2 separate regions of the Anas platyrhynchos genome follow, and region 1 is linked to region 2. The links are chromatin contacts, called in public Hi-C maps. All regions are on one chromosome and are shown on one strand. The core of a region is the stretch at or near the end of the contact, and the rest is flanking DNA. Distances in the headings are between cores, read along the strand shown.

What was found. A called contact is a pair of places that touch in the nucleus more often than the background predicts.
Region 1: a contact with region 2 is called in a Hi-C map of skeletal muscle, with 1.8 times the contacts expected there. The contact joins the promoter of RSBN1L here to the enhancer-like site in region 2. A contact is called at or near these places in 2 of 8 Hi-C or Micro-C datasets (liver and skeletal muscle).

What each region holds. Positions count from the first base shown.
Region 1 is chr1:12,813,684-12,820,820 of IASCAAS_PekinDuck_T2T, reverse strand. It overlaps RSBN1L (round spermatid basic protein 1 like), which reads left to right and starts at 1,840. Exons shown (of 8, transcript XM_027459646.3): 1 at 1,840-2,560. The coding sequence starts at 1,900.
Region 2 is chr1:12,773,607-12,779,754 of IASCAAS_PekinDuck_T2T, reverse strand. It overlaps RSBN1L (round spermatid basic protein 1 like), which reads left to right. Exons shown (of 8, transcript XM_027459646.3): 6 at 2,503-2,670. Among named protein-coding and RNA genes, the nearest start is that of TMEM60, 20 kb to the right of the region's middle. Within about 2 kb of position 1,849, at least 5 of the 8 cell types and tissues checked have an H3K27ac peak or open chromatin away from gene starts, as enhancers often do.

The sequences.
Region 1 (7,137 bases), core at 591-3,090, 41 kb before region 2:
AGGCCCCGCAGAGCTTGGCGGGCTAGCGATGGCCTCTGGCAGTCATGGTGGTGCACAGACAGCTCGGGTTTGCTCTGGGCTGTGGGGGAATTTGACAGCTGTACGTGGCAACTGTATCGCTGCTGCAGGCCCAGGTACACTCTGTGAAAAGACTCTGGGTACTCTGCCAATTTTCTTTGGCCAACAGCACAAGTTAGCATTTCCTCTTGCTAAAGATCAAAGCCCTTGGGAAATGCTGTTCTGCTTTTCTGAAGTTTCCAAAGCTGGGTGTGAAAATATAGTTGTGTCTCACGCTTAGTGAAAGTTCATTCAGTGACATGACAAACCATGCAATCACTTGACAAACCACTGATTTGGTGTCAATACCAGTGCAGAAGAAAAATGAACTGGGTTTTAAAGTCTGCAAAGTTACTACAGTGCCACAGAGTGCCTACATTTTCTCATTGTATCAGTATTAAAATGCACAGGTTGTTCTCACTGACTTATGCAGGTAATAAACTTCTTTCTCAGGAAGCTGAAGCTGACCTTTGTAATTACATGCTGGTTCTGCTTATGCCAGCCTCTCATAGGTGCATTTATACCTGGATTTCGGTCTGGGATTGGATGGTAGTTGACTATGGCTAAAGTACATGCTGCAAATTTTTTTTCCTGTTCTTTGATATAGGTGCCATTTTTCCCTGTCATGCCCAGAAATGCCGCTTGAAGATACTCCCTTACGGTAGGAAACCTTGAATCATGGAAGGAAAAGGCCTTTTAGTAGAGCTAGCTGGATACAGAGAACTTGTTCTTCACTGTTTTGAGATGAATGTTGAACCCTATTCACCTTGGATTATAATTTCCAAAAAATGAAATAAAGGAGAAGACAGCAGGACGACTAGAAGCGAGCTTATTCTGAGGCTGATCAGTTGTAGCTCACACAAAAATAGTAAAGCAAAAAAACAAAACCAAAAGGTGATCTCCAGACCTTATTTGTCCACTAATACAACATGTACAAAACTTCACAAAGCAGTGTGATTTGCAGCAGTCTGACAGATACAACCTGATTCAGTAGCTAACCTGTTCTTTCCACTGAGGAAAGAACGAAAGTTTCTGAGGACGAGTGAGATTAACGTGAGTAGGACACTGGCAGTGCAGCAACTCCAGGCACCAAGGACTCATCTTCTGTTTATTTCTGTGACTTCTCCTTACAACAGCTCTCAGGATCATGTCAGTCTGCCACAGGCAGGGCTGGGAGCGCTCCCACTCGGGACAAGCCCAGTTAGTGCTGCGCTGCCTCATGCAGCGAGCCCAGCCCTTTGCTGAACCCGCAGCAGAGCTCCGTGTGGTGTTGCTGCTCCCAATGGCTGGCAATTCGGGTGGGCTGCCATCCTCACAGCCACAGGTTCTTGCCGTCCCCCCACCAGGCCTCCAGCCGACCTCTGACGATGATCTGGGACCGCTCACGGTGCCCCGCTTCAGCCCCCAACGCCGCCGCCATCTCACCCTTCGACGCCCAGCGCGTGAGATCCCACCCTCACCACCCCGTGCTAGCCCTCCCGAACCCTCCACCCCCTCAGGCTGTTGGGGAAGCCAAAACCCTGAGAAATTAACGCAAAACGGCTCCGGCCACCCCGGCAGTGCACCTTCTATCCCCCGCCCCAACCGCCGACGAAGCGCCCTGAGCCGCGCGCCCTCCCTTCCAGCCCCCCTCCTCCTCTCCAACTGCGCACTCAGCCGAGCCCGCCGCCCCCAATCCCCCGAGCACCCGCCCCCTCCCCTCCATCCGATTGGTGCATCGCGCCGTCACTCCGCTTTCTCTCGGCGCTCATTGGACGAGGCGGAGGCTCCCCCCCTGCCTCCCGCCCCTCCCGCCGCCGTCGGTCGAGGCGAGCCGCGAGTAAATAGAGGCAGGAGCGCAAAATGGCGGCGCCGCCGAGCCCCGGCCGTGGCGCCGCGTCGCCAGAGCCCTTGGGCTCCAGGCCGGGCCCGGACGCGAAGCCTCCCCGCGGGTCGCAGCCGGCCGCTAAGAAAATGAAAGGGACCGACGAGAGGAGCCTGAAGGGCTCCAAGCGTGTCAACGGCGAAGGGGGCGGTGGAGGAGGAGGAGGAGGAGGCGGCAGCAAGCAGCCGGTGGTGCCGAGCTTCGGCGGCCCCGCGGCGTGGGGCTTCGCCGCGCTGCCCTCGGGGAGCTCGGGGGGTTTCGCCTTCCCCTCGCCGCTGCCCAAGAAGCTGCTGCCGTCGCCGTCGCCGCCCGTCGTGCTGCTGCCGCCGCCGCCGCCTCCCGCCTCGCCCTCCTCTTCCTACCGGCAGCACCAGCACCGCCACCACCGGCACCGCCTGGCTCTGCCCGCCGAGGGGGGTGCCGGCGGCTGTGCTGGCGGAGGGGTGGCCGTGGTGGGCAGCGCCAAGGCGAAGAAGCCGAAGGAGAAGCGGGATAAGGAGAGGAGGAAGCACGGAGCCATGCCCGGGGCTGGGATCGTCGCCGCTGCCGCCGCTGCTGCTGTGGGGGGAGATGGCGGCGGGGCGCTGAGCGCGGCGGCCCGTGAGGAGAACGGGGAGGTGAAGCTGCTGCTGCAGAAAGGTGAGGGGGGGGCGCCAAAATTGGGGGGTGAGGTGGCTGTTGGGGTCCCCCTGCTTCAGGGGAGAGCCTTAGGTCGTGGGGGGGAGCCCCCTGCTTCGAGGGAGACCCCTTATTATTGGGGAGGGGGGCTCCTGTTTGGTGGGAGCCCCCTTGGTGGTGGGGGACAGCCCCCTGCTTTTGGGGAGCCCCCCTGTTTGTGTGTGGGAGCCCACTGATTTTGGGGAGACTACCCTGATTTTGAGGAGCCCCCCTGTTTCTATGGGGCAGCCCCCTGCTTTTCAGGAGCCCCTTGCTTTTCGGGAGCACCCCTGGTGGTGTGTGGGAGCCCCGTGCTTTTGGGGAAACCCCTTGGTGGTGTGGGGGAGCCCCGCTGTTCATGTGGGGGACCCCCATGCTCCAGGGGACCCCTGCCCCTCTGCAAGTGCCCAGGGAAGGCAGCGGCAGGCCTGCCGTCAATCCTGTCAAAAAAAAGGGGGTGTGGAATTAGCTATGGCGTCAGCCAGAAGCTGCCAGAGGCCTTAGGTTTTCTTACCTATTAGGGAAATAAGGGTGGCTGGGGGCTTCCTAGGGGTCTGCCGAAGAAATCGAGTTTCTGTCGCTGCTGTGACAAAGACAGCGTGTTATGAGAATACGTGTTTGTTGGAAATTAAAAGGAGCCCTCGGTGAGCTCGTTATCAGGCTGTTGGTTTTTACAGGCTAAGTCACGGAGTGTCAGAGACCATGCACTTGAAATTTAGATAAGCAGGCTGTCAGCGTCTCATTTAGGTGCTTTTTCAGTTTTCCTTTATTTTCTGAAAATCACTGGGCTATGTAAGTTTCCAAGCAATGCATCGGGCCTTCGGGAAGAAGGTCAGGAGTGCTGGGTTGGTTTATTAATGGATCTGGCCAAAAATGGCCCCTCCAGGTGAGATAAGATATTAGGCTAGCTTGTTGCTGACAGGCACTGACAATAGATGTGTAGGAAATAGAAGACAATACGGGAGTATTTTTTTTTTTTTTTAATCAGCATATGCTTCCTGAGTCTCCATTGACCTTAAACCAGGTGTTGATGCCTTAGCATTTATATTAAAATACAAAGAACTTCAAACACTTACTCCATTACCTAGTTTAAGCAAGTTCCTTTCCTTTCTTTCAAAGGAAAGATAAATTGCAGCGTTTATGTAGGCTTAGGTTGCTTTGATTATGGCCTATTCCTTGCGCTCACAGGATGAGCCAAGCATGTGAAGACCAATTATTAATATCAATATACCATTTTCTGTCTATTGATTACGTCGTCCAGCTGCCTTGCTGCATTTTCTGCTAGTTCCCACTGGTGTCTTAATCTGTGCTGTAGCATTAGGTGTTCAGATTCCCTTACCTTCGAGTTTTTATTTTTTTATTTTTTGGCTTGTGTTCTCTTGATTCAACTTGTCCTGTGCATCTTCTTGTTGGGATCTTGATTGCTGCCATACAAGTGGGCTTTAAGTACATCATTTCGTCACTTTCAGGCATTGCAGTTTAGGTACATTTATTTTCTTGCTCTTGTCCAAAAGATGACTTGGGAAAAATCTTTGGAAATTGCTTTCAGTGAACATTTAATGATGGTAAAGTCTTTTTGTTGTCAGTGGTAGCCAGCAAGAAGCTGACAGTATCTTCCTTGCGAAGTTATGAAAATCACAACCATATTCGCTCCCATTACCGTGGTGTCCTACCAGTGTTACCCAACCGTGGCAATAAATCTCCAGGAACAATATTGTAATAACAAGATGAAGTGTTTTTGCATGCTGGTAAAAGAAACGATGACAGTGATGGTGTCAGCTGAATAACTGGGAATTGAGCCCTCCTGGAAGCAGGGATTGGCCTTGTAGAGGCCTTCTGTCCTTCCACTCTTCTAAGAAGGGCATTTTCTCAAATACAAGCGATGTGCTGGCAGGTACAGGTACTTGAGATTTGAGCTGCTGTTTGCTCAGAACAGGAGTTTGTACGTTTAATTTAGTTTTGAAAGCATGAGAGCAAGCCGGAATGTTTTTCCAAGGCAAATGATCCCTTTATGGCATCGAGGCCTTTAGGGTTCTTTAGAGGAAGTGATTTCTATCGCCACAGCTGCTGCCGTAGATCTGTACCTGATCGAGGAGCTTCCCATCACTGAGCTGTGCGTTCCAGCACAGGAGGCTGCGAGAAGGTGAGGGATGCCCTGAGTCCTCTGCCGAGAGCAGCTGGCCTTTGAGAAGTGGTTCTGTGTTTGGCTGGAGATTAAAGAACAGGTTTGTGCTGTTAATCCTGTGAATAATTTACTTTCCAGAGATGGAAGGAGAAATGTGGTTATGGAGGGGAAAAAGAATGACCCTGGGGAGGGAGGGAAGGCATCCTGAATCCTCGCGATGGAGGCAGACAAAGAGCAGTGGGTTAGGGCAGGAGGGACCAGAAGATACTGAAGGGATGCTGGGTGCTGCAGTGTTTTTGGAATGAGTGGATTTGAGATCCTGATGTGAAAGAGGGAGGAAACAGCATGCAAAATGGTGAGACAGGGAGGTGGTGCTGGTCTTGGTAGGGGGCAGAAGTCATAGGTAAGTGCTGCAGAAAAGCAAGGAAGGATAGAGGTGGGGTACACAGGAGGAGAGTGAAAAATGTAGGCAGCCTGCAGATACGACATCAGGGCAGACTTAAAGGATTTCATATAATCAAAAAGAAGTCTGAGTTGCTTGCATGAACAGAATACGGAGGGGGAATGCAGGAGTAACACATGGCCCTCTGTGATGAGGTAAGTTTGCAGAAGCTGTCGTGTGCAGCTGGTAATACTCGCTAAAAATCAACCGAATGCAGGTAAGCACAGCGTGCCTCTTCTGCAGCCTGCCTTTAGGCAGCCTGTTTCGCTTTCGGTGCTTTGGAGAACGAGCAGCAGTGCAGAACTGACAGTATTGATTTTGTGCTCTGCATTCAGAGCTGGTGCACGTGGCGGTGTCTCACCCCAGAAGGAAGATGAGATGGGGCGGGTTAGAAGGCTGCAGGTGCAGAGCCCTGTACAGGGAAATAAAGTTATTGAAAGATAAATGGGTGGGACAGGTGGGACTTCCTTGTTTATAAAAATCTGAAGGTGGAAAAGCTCCACTGCCCCCTTCACAGCCAGAGTGGAGATGGACTGCACGTAGGCACGAGAGGTGGAAGGGGTTTCCAAACGAGCTCGGCACTGAGCAGGGTGCTGGTGAATTAGGAGGACGGATGGTCCAGTCGGTGAGCTGTGTGCGTGCTCTTCTGCGTGCAGCAGTTATGGTGCTGGGGGAAAATCATTGCTCTGGTGAGAGAGGGAGGGCCTGCACGAGCCTTGGTACAGGAGAAAATGAGGAGTGCAGCTAGGGAGGGACGGCAGGATCCGTGCCGGGACGTTGCAGGGCTGTGGTGCCCCAAGGCAGCATAGGCACGCGGAGATGTGGGGTGGATGAAGGAGAGGTCTGGGCTTGGAAATTGGGTGGTACCAACAGCATTTTGCTAATTCTAGTGCTGATAGCATGGGGTATTGACACGCAGCAGGAAATTGTGACCAGTTTTTCTGCCTGCCATCTTGGCCCAGTCTGAGAGCTGAGCATGAGGGCTGCCGACTGTCCTGTGCTTGTCCCAATGACTACTGGGCCAGAACGCCCAGTTTTGAGGCACCTTTCTGTCCTGAGTGACAGAAAGATGTTAAATAGGGTTTAACATCATGATGTCTTTATTCCCATTAACATGTTTGTCTTTCCTTCCTTGACCAATTGCTCGCTGGGCGATATTTGTGGTCGTTGCATGGGCAGGACCTCGAGCTTGCGGGGTTGCAGCCAGGCCTTGCGGCTTGAGGATCGTGTATGTGAGTCGAGCAAGCCTTGAGATGAGGGCAGAGAACCTGGAAGGCCACGTTATCCTGGAGATGTGAGGTTTGGACCATTCAAAAGGAACTTGCCTCTTACTCGGCCGGATCTCTCTGGCCCTGCAGGCTGTGTAGCTCGCCGTGCTTTCAGACACGGCACGGATCTGATAGGAACACCTGCCGTTCCGGGTTATGACTACACCGAACCAGTTAGTTATTTAACTGGTACTCCACTTCGCAGTTCCCAGTTGCAATGGTTTCCCTAGCAGTGCAGAGCTCAGGTCAGCCCCTCCCCGCCTCAGCAGCTTGTTCTGTGCCACAGGCGTGCTGCAGGGCGGGAGCTAGGCTCCTCAGCCCTCTCTGCTTTATTGCCATCTCTGTGTACAATTTTCCTGTTTCCCTCCCTTCCTCCTTTGTATTTTATCTTCAGTGATGGGTTTGCTGATAACGCTGCCTCAGTGTGCAAGCAATTAGAAAATCAGGTTGGTATTTTTAACTTGCTGCTGGGAGTTTCCCTATGAGCAAGAACGCAAAGCTGAGCATGGTCCCGTAGCCTTTTACTTTTACTTCCAGTCTCTTTTTTCTCCCTCTGCTGATGTCACTGAAAGATAGGCTAGATAATATTTCAGGCGGCCGTTTACCTTTGATTCCTCCGGAAACTTTGGTGCTTTGACTTGTGCACCACTTCGGGATTTTGAACTTTAAAGAGATTTCACATTTCAGGCTGCTGCTGAAGTTCAGTTTGCATCATTGGGAAGCT
Region 2 (6,148 bases), core at 600-3,099:
TACTGGGAGCTTTCTTTGCCCTGCTCTTTACTGGTCAGATTGGCCTTCAGGGCTCCCAGGTCCTAGAGACAGTGGGAAGGTCTGGAGCAAGGACTGCCTGCCTTCAAGGGAGGAGAGCTGGGTTAAGGAACATCTAAACAGATTAAGACGTAAGCCCTGGGGCTTGACAGGATGCACCCAGAGGTGCTGTGGGAGCTGGCCAGTGTTGTTGCAAGGCGACTCTCAGTTACCTTTGAAAGGTCATGGCAGTTGGCAAAGGCTCCCGAGCACTGGGAGAAAGCAAATATCACTGATCCTTTAGAGGGGTGAGAAGCAGAAGCAGGACCTGGGGAAAGTGTGGGCTGGTCAACATCAACTTGACCCTTGGAAGGATGCCATTTTGAAACATAAGGGACAAAAAAGGTATTGGGAGTAGCTAGCCTTGGTTTACAGAAAGGAAATCATGCCTTATAAATCATGTGTTACCAACCTGATGGTCTTCCTCACGAGGGGAGCGGAGGGGCAGGCGCTGAGCTCTGCTCTCTGGGGACAGCGACAAGACCCGAGGGAACGGCATGGAGCTGGGACAGGGCAGGGTCAGGCTGGGGGTTAGGGAAAGGTTCTGCACCCAGAGGGTGGTTGGGCACTGGGACAGGCTCCCCAGGGCAGTGGGCACAGCACCGAGCTCCTGGAATTCAAGGAGCATTTGGACAACGCTCTCAGACACAGGGTCTGATTTGGGGTGCTCCTGTATGGAGCCAGGAGTTGGACTTGAAGATCTCTGTGGCTCCCTGCCACGTCAGGGTGTCCTATGATTCTGTGACTCAGTTCTATTACACAACGAAATGACTGTCTCAGTGGATGAGGGGGGTGCTGGGGTGGTGTTAATCCTGACTTTAGAAAGGCTTTCTACACTGGGCACCTATTTTCCATAAATTTCTCAAATTCAAATTAATGAGGAACAAACCAGATGGATAGACAATGAAGTGAACTGAGAACTGGCTTAATTGCTGTGCTCAAAGGATTGTGATCAGCAGCGCAGGGTCCAGCTGGCAGGCAGCACTCCAGGTGTTGAAGAGCATTGGCCAAAGGTTTCAACACCTTCATTAATTAATGACGGGACAGAAAACACCCTCAGCAAGTTTGTGGACAACAAAAGCTGGAAGGAGCGGTTGATGCACAAGAGGGTTGTGCTGCCAAGCCAGAGGGCCCTTGACAGGGTGGAGAACATCAGGCCAGCAGAAGTCCCACGAGGTTAACTCGGGGAAGTGCAGAGTCCTGCAGCTGTGAGGAATAACCCTGTGCACCACAGGCTGGAGCCCAATTGGAAAGCAGCCTGACAGGAAAAAGAGTTGAGGGTCCTTGTGAATGCCAAGTTGGCCGCGAGCTGTCAGCGTGCCTTTGAAGCAGAGCAACAGCCTTTTGGACGGAGTTAGAAAGAGCACTGCCAGCAGGGATGGAGGCAATTCTTGCCCTCTGCTGAGCCACGTCTGGGATGTCATGCCCAATCTGGGGTTCACTAGTTGAAGACACAGCCGTACTGGAGCAGGTCTGGTGACATGCTGGGAGAACTGGGGTGCAGCCCTGGGAAAGGGAAGCTCAGTTGGGATCTCATCAATGTGTATGAGCACCTGATGGAGGGCTGTTTAAAAAAAATAAGTCAGACTATTCTCATCAGTGCCCTGTGGCATGACAAGAGGCAACGGACATCAGCTGAAATAAAAGATTTTCTATTTAAAATAAGAAACAAAAGCAAGCATACACAAAGCTACCTTTACAGTGTGGGCACTTGAACCCTGGAGCAGGCTGCCCGGAGCCTGTGTGGTTTCTGACCTTGGAGATGCTCAGAACGTGGCTGGACGCAGTTGTGAGCAACCCACTGTGGCTGAGCAGGGGAAGGCAGACCGCACGCTCTCCAGATGTCCCTTCTAACCTTGGCTGTCCTGTGGTTTTAAGCAGAACATTTCTTGGGAAATGCATTGCAGCACGCAGTGTGGGCTGGAGCTGGACAGGAAACGCTCTTGTGGCTCTGCTTCCCCCTGCATTGTGTCATCCACGTTCGTTAAGCCCTGGAGAGATGATCTATTTCTGCTTCTCATTCCCAGCTCTACAACATGAAACTAAAAACACGTACATGTTTTCCAGCTGTCTGGTGAAAACTGAACAATCAAACTACTTGAGGGACAGCTGAGGTGTCTATTGCTGTTACTCGTACTGTCAGCTGAGCTGAAACCAGTGCTCCTACAGCATGGCTCAGGCAAAGATGAAGCTCCAGGACCCTTTGTTAGGGCATGTAACTGAGTGAGGCAGTCATTAGGGTCTTTCAGTGCACTTAGAGCTTGACTATTTTTTTAATATTGCATCAGCATTCAGATTTTTTTTTTTGCTTAGCTTATTGCATATTTTATTTGTCTTGAGTGTTGCTGTCTCTTTCATTTGACTGTACGTTCCTGCAGCCTTGGGTAGAAATTAAGTAATTATGGGAAATTTCTGTGTCACTACTATTGTTTTTTTCTTACACAGAACTACCAATGAAATAAAAAACTTGCAGTACCTACCTCGAACCAGTGAACCCCGTGAAATGCTATTTGAAGACCGGACGCGAGCCCATGCAGATCACATAGGACAAGGTTTTGAACGCCAGACCACCGCTGCTGTGGGAGTGTTGAAGGCTGTGCACTGTGGAGAGTGGTATGTGGTGTTTGACTTCCTCAGCTAGGCCTCTGAGACACATTTACCTGAATTTCTCTTTATTATCAGTAGTCAAAGCACTGAATAAGCTGACCTAGTGTTACAGATGCTTAAATAAGACTTAGATAAGACTTAGTAGATACTGGACTTTTTTCCCCTTTATCTGTGTGCACTGGGTGTGCTTGTCTGCCCTCTGCCAGATGGGCTGCAGCTTTGCTGTGTGGTTGAAGCTAGAAAGGTGCCTTGCAATGACAGCTTAATAGCTATAACGGAGTTGCTGTAACTAAGTTGCCTCTGGATGTAAAAACATTTTGCACTCTGTATTGCTGTAAACAGCACATCTAGATTGACTGGGATTTCTGCATTGGAGGTGCAGACAAACCTTTTGGCAGTTTTTTTGGGTTGTCTGTTGTCTTTGTGAATCTTTATGCTTCTGCTTCAAGGTTGTGGCTGCTACAGCCCTGATTTATGTATGGTAGGTCACATAAGAAGGATCCTTCTGGAGGCTGTGTGATATTCCTTGGTGTCTCTCTGAAATTCCCATATGTGACTCAGGAAACGAATCTATCTCGTTAGAAGTTGTTTACGTTGTGGTCAAAAAAAAACCAACAACCCCAAACCCTAGTCACATGGCTTCCCTGCCTCAGAACTGAGTTGTTTTTCAGGAACTTCTGACTTTTTTTTTTTTTTTAAGGAGAATAACCTTAGCTTTGGAAATTACTTTTACATATTTAAACATGAAGAACACCTTTTGCTCTTCTTACCTTCCTGTCTAGAATTTAAAGGACTTGAATTCCCTCTGGATGAGATGGTGCAAATTTGTATTACAGTGATTGGGTTCATTGCAATAGAAAATACAATAATTGCCATCGGGGAAGAACTGGATTGCTCTGAAGACTGTAGTCTTATTTTGGGCTCTGAGATCTTGCTGTTTGCTTCCTCATCAGGCTGATGATAGCTGGAGCCTTAAACTTCCTGCTTGCTCTGATTGTGAGAAGCTGGAGTGAATTAAGACTGAGGAGTGGTAGTAGAGCTATAGTTGGGATACTGTGTAAATCAGATGGGGGGAAGAGAAGGAGATGCTTGAAGCTTTAGCAAGAAAAAATTTAACTTGAGTGCCCATGGAAATTAGTAAGAATTCAACAGTAAATAAATGTCTGCAGGATCTTCCCATCCTCACCCTATCCCTCCATAACAAGATTCTCCTCCCCTCAAAATCAATACATAATTACATGTTCATTTACGTTCTAAAAATGTTTCCCTGCCTTTTATGCTTTTCAGATTTAAAGTCATCTTCTCTCATAGGTTGGAACTTGTGGAAAAGAGAATCTATCCAACCTACACTTAAACCGGAAAAATTACTGGAATTAGAAGAAAAAATCACTATGTATAGATTAAGTGATCTGAAGATAGTTAAAACTAGGCAAAATTATCCAACAAACTTGAAAGTACTTCAGTTTGGGGAGGGGAAGTAGCAATCAGCATTTCCCTTCAGTATAAGGACTGAAAAGGCATTTTTTTAATGCAGGAAAAATGTGGAACTGACATACATATGGGAGGAAAATGCTGAATGCAGCATAAAATGAAAATATTTCAATCTTGATTTGACCTCCGTGGTAACTTCTTCCCCTGTCCTGCTATTTGTATGATTTTGAAAAGGCACTTCCCTGTACTTAAAGGGAACTAAGCAAGGCTTAGGATAATGTAACACCATTACTTAATATCTGAAGTTATTTTCAGGTGTTCTATCATCTTTACCATAATTCTTAAGCTGTGAGATATGTACTAAAGGAAACAACATGCATGGAAATCTTAAACTGATCTTAAGGACAATTTTTAATCCATTTGAGTAGTTCAACAAATTTAAACTTTTGTTGAATGTATTCTAGGGGTGATTAGGAAAATGAAAGGGAAAAAAGCACCTGTTTTAATGATGAGATGCCATATATAAAAATCATATTTTCTATGAGGAGAAAATAAAGCTCATTGAACTGTGTGATTAGTTTGTATTTAGTTAATGTAAGAGTGAATTGAGCTTGAAGGGGGAAAAAAAATAGCTTTGTGGTGCTTATAAGGGAATATATGTGTAGAAAAGTACTTGGAGGCCAGGGAATTGCTTCCCACAGCTGCTGAATCCTTTGAGAAGTGCTGGCTGTGTTCACGATGTGAATCGTTCTCATAGTTTACTTTTGTAAATGAGTTTACTCTGGGGGTTTTGTGGTCAGAGGAAACTGAAGAAGAGGAAATATGCCTTGCTTTATGAGCTGGGTGCAGAGTGCTATTAAGGGTAATACATACCCATAATTTGGGTAGACTACTTGGGCAGAAAGCCTCCGTGATAGTGTTTAAGGGACGCTTCTGCAGCTGCAGTGGAATGCCTATGCGGACAGTTTATCTTGAGGAATTGTATTTGCCTTTGTCAGTTTGTTTCATCAAGGAAAAACCCCGTAATATATCAGCTTTATGAAAAGATAGTGCTCTGTTGTGAGATGGTGGACCACAGGGGAAGATGTCGATTTTCCCAAAACAAACTTCATTGGGATCGTGGAACTATGAGTACTGCTCATGGAGTAAGAGAATGGTGAGGTAATTAAATCTCTGGCCCACGTGAGGTTTTTAAAGGACCGAAGTAGAAAGTTAAAGGACTGAAGTAGAAAGCTGTGCTATTCCTTGTGTAACTGTGGAAGGAGTAGCACGGTTGCTCTTTGAGGACCTGGTAATTCAGGTGTTCAACACCAAATTTTTGGGTTAATGGAGTTGATTAGCATAAAGTGGTAAATGGTGTAATCCAGAAGCTGCTGATGACTGAAAGTGTGATTTATTTAGGTGTGAATACTAAGTAGAATGATGTGTCTTTTAGGGCACACAGGAACAGACTTGTCAAAGGAAAAGCTTTTGGGGATGGAGAACGTAACTGCAAACAGAAGTGTTAGTACTTGGAAGAACTATTTTTCTCTTTTCCCAAATATGACAAGCTCTTTACTTGAGAATTTCTAGAATTATTGGATTATGGCCTCATTTAATTTACAAGATCATAAATTGTAGAAGAGCTGTGGCTCTTACTAGCAGACATTTTAAGGACTCTACTCGTCCTTTAAGGCTGACAAATGCTGGTGTTGTCATTGTGCTGATTACTTAGCAGTGTTCTTGTGTGTGACACCAGGCGTGCTTTAGAACTTAGCAAATGCCTGCCAGGTCTGCAGTTGTGGGAACTGAAAGTCTGAGTGATGAGTAGACAGAGTGGCTCTGAAGAAAAGGCCCTGGGGGTATTGGTGGATGAGAAGCTCAACATGAGCTGGCAATGTGTGCTTGCAGCCCAGAAAGCCAACCGTGTCCTGGTTGCATCAACAGCAGTGTGGCCAGCAGGGCGAGGGAGGGGATTGTGCCCCTCTGCTCTGTCTTCATGAGACCCCACCTGCAGCCTGCGTTCAGTTCTGGGGCCCCAGCATAAGACATGGACTTGTTAGAGATGGTCCAG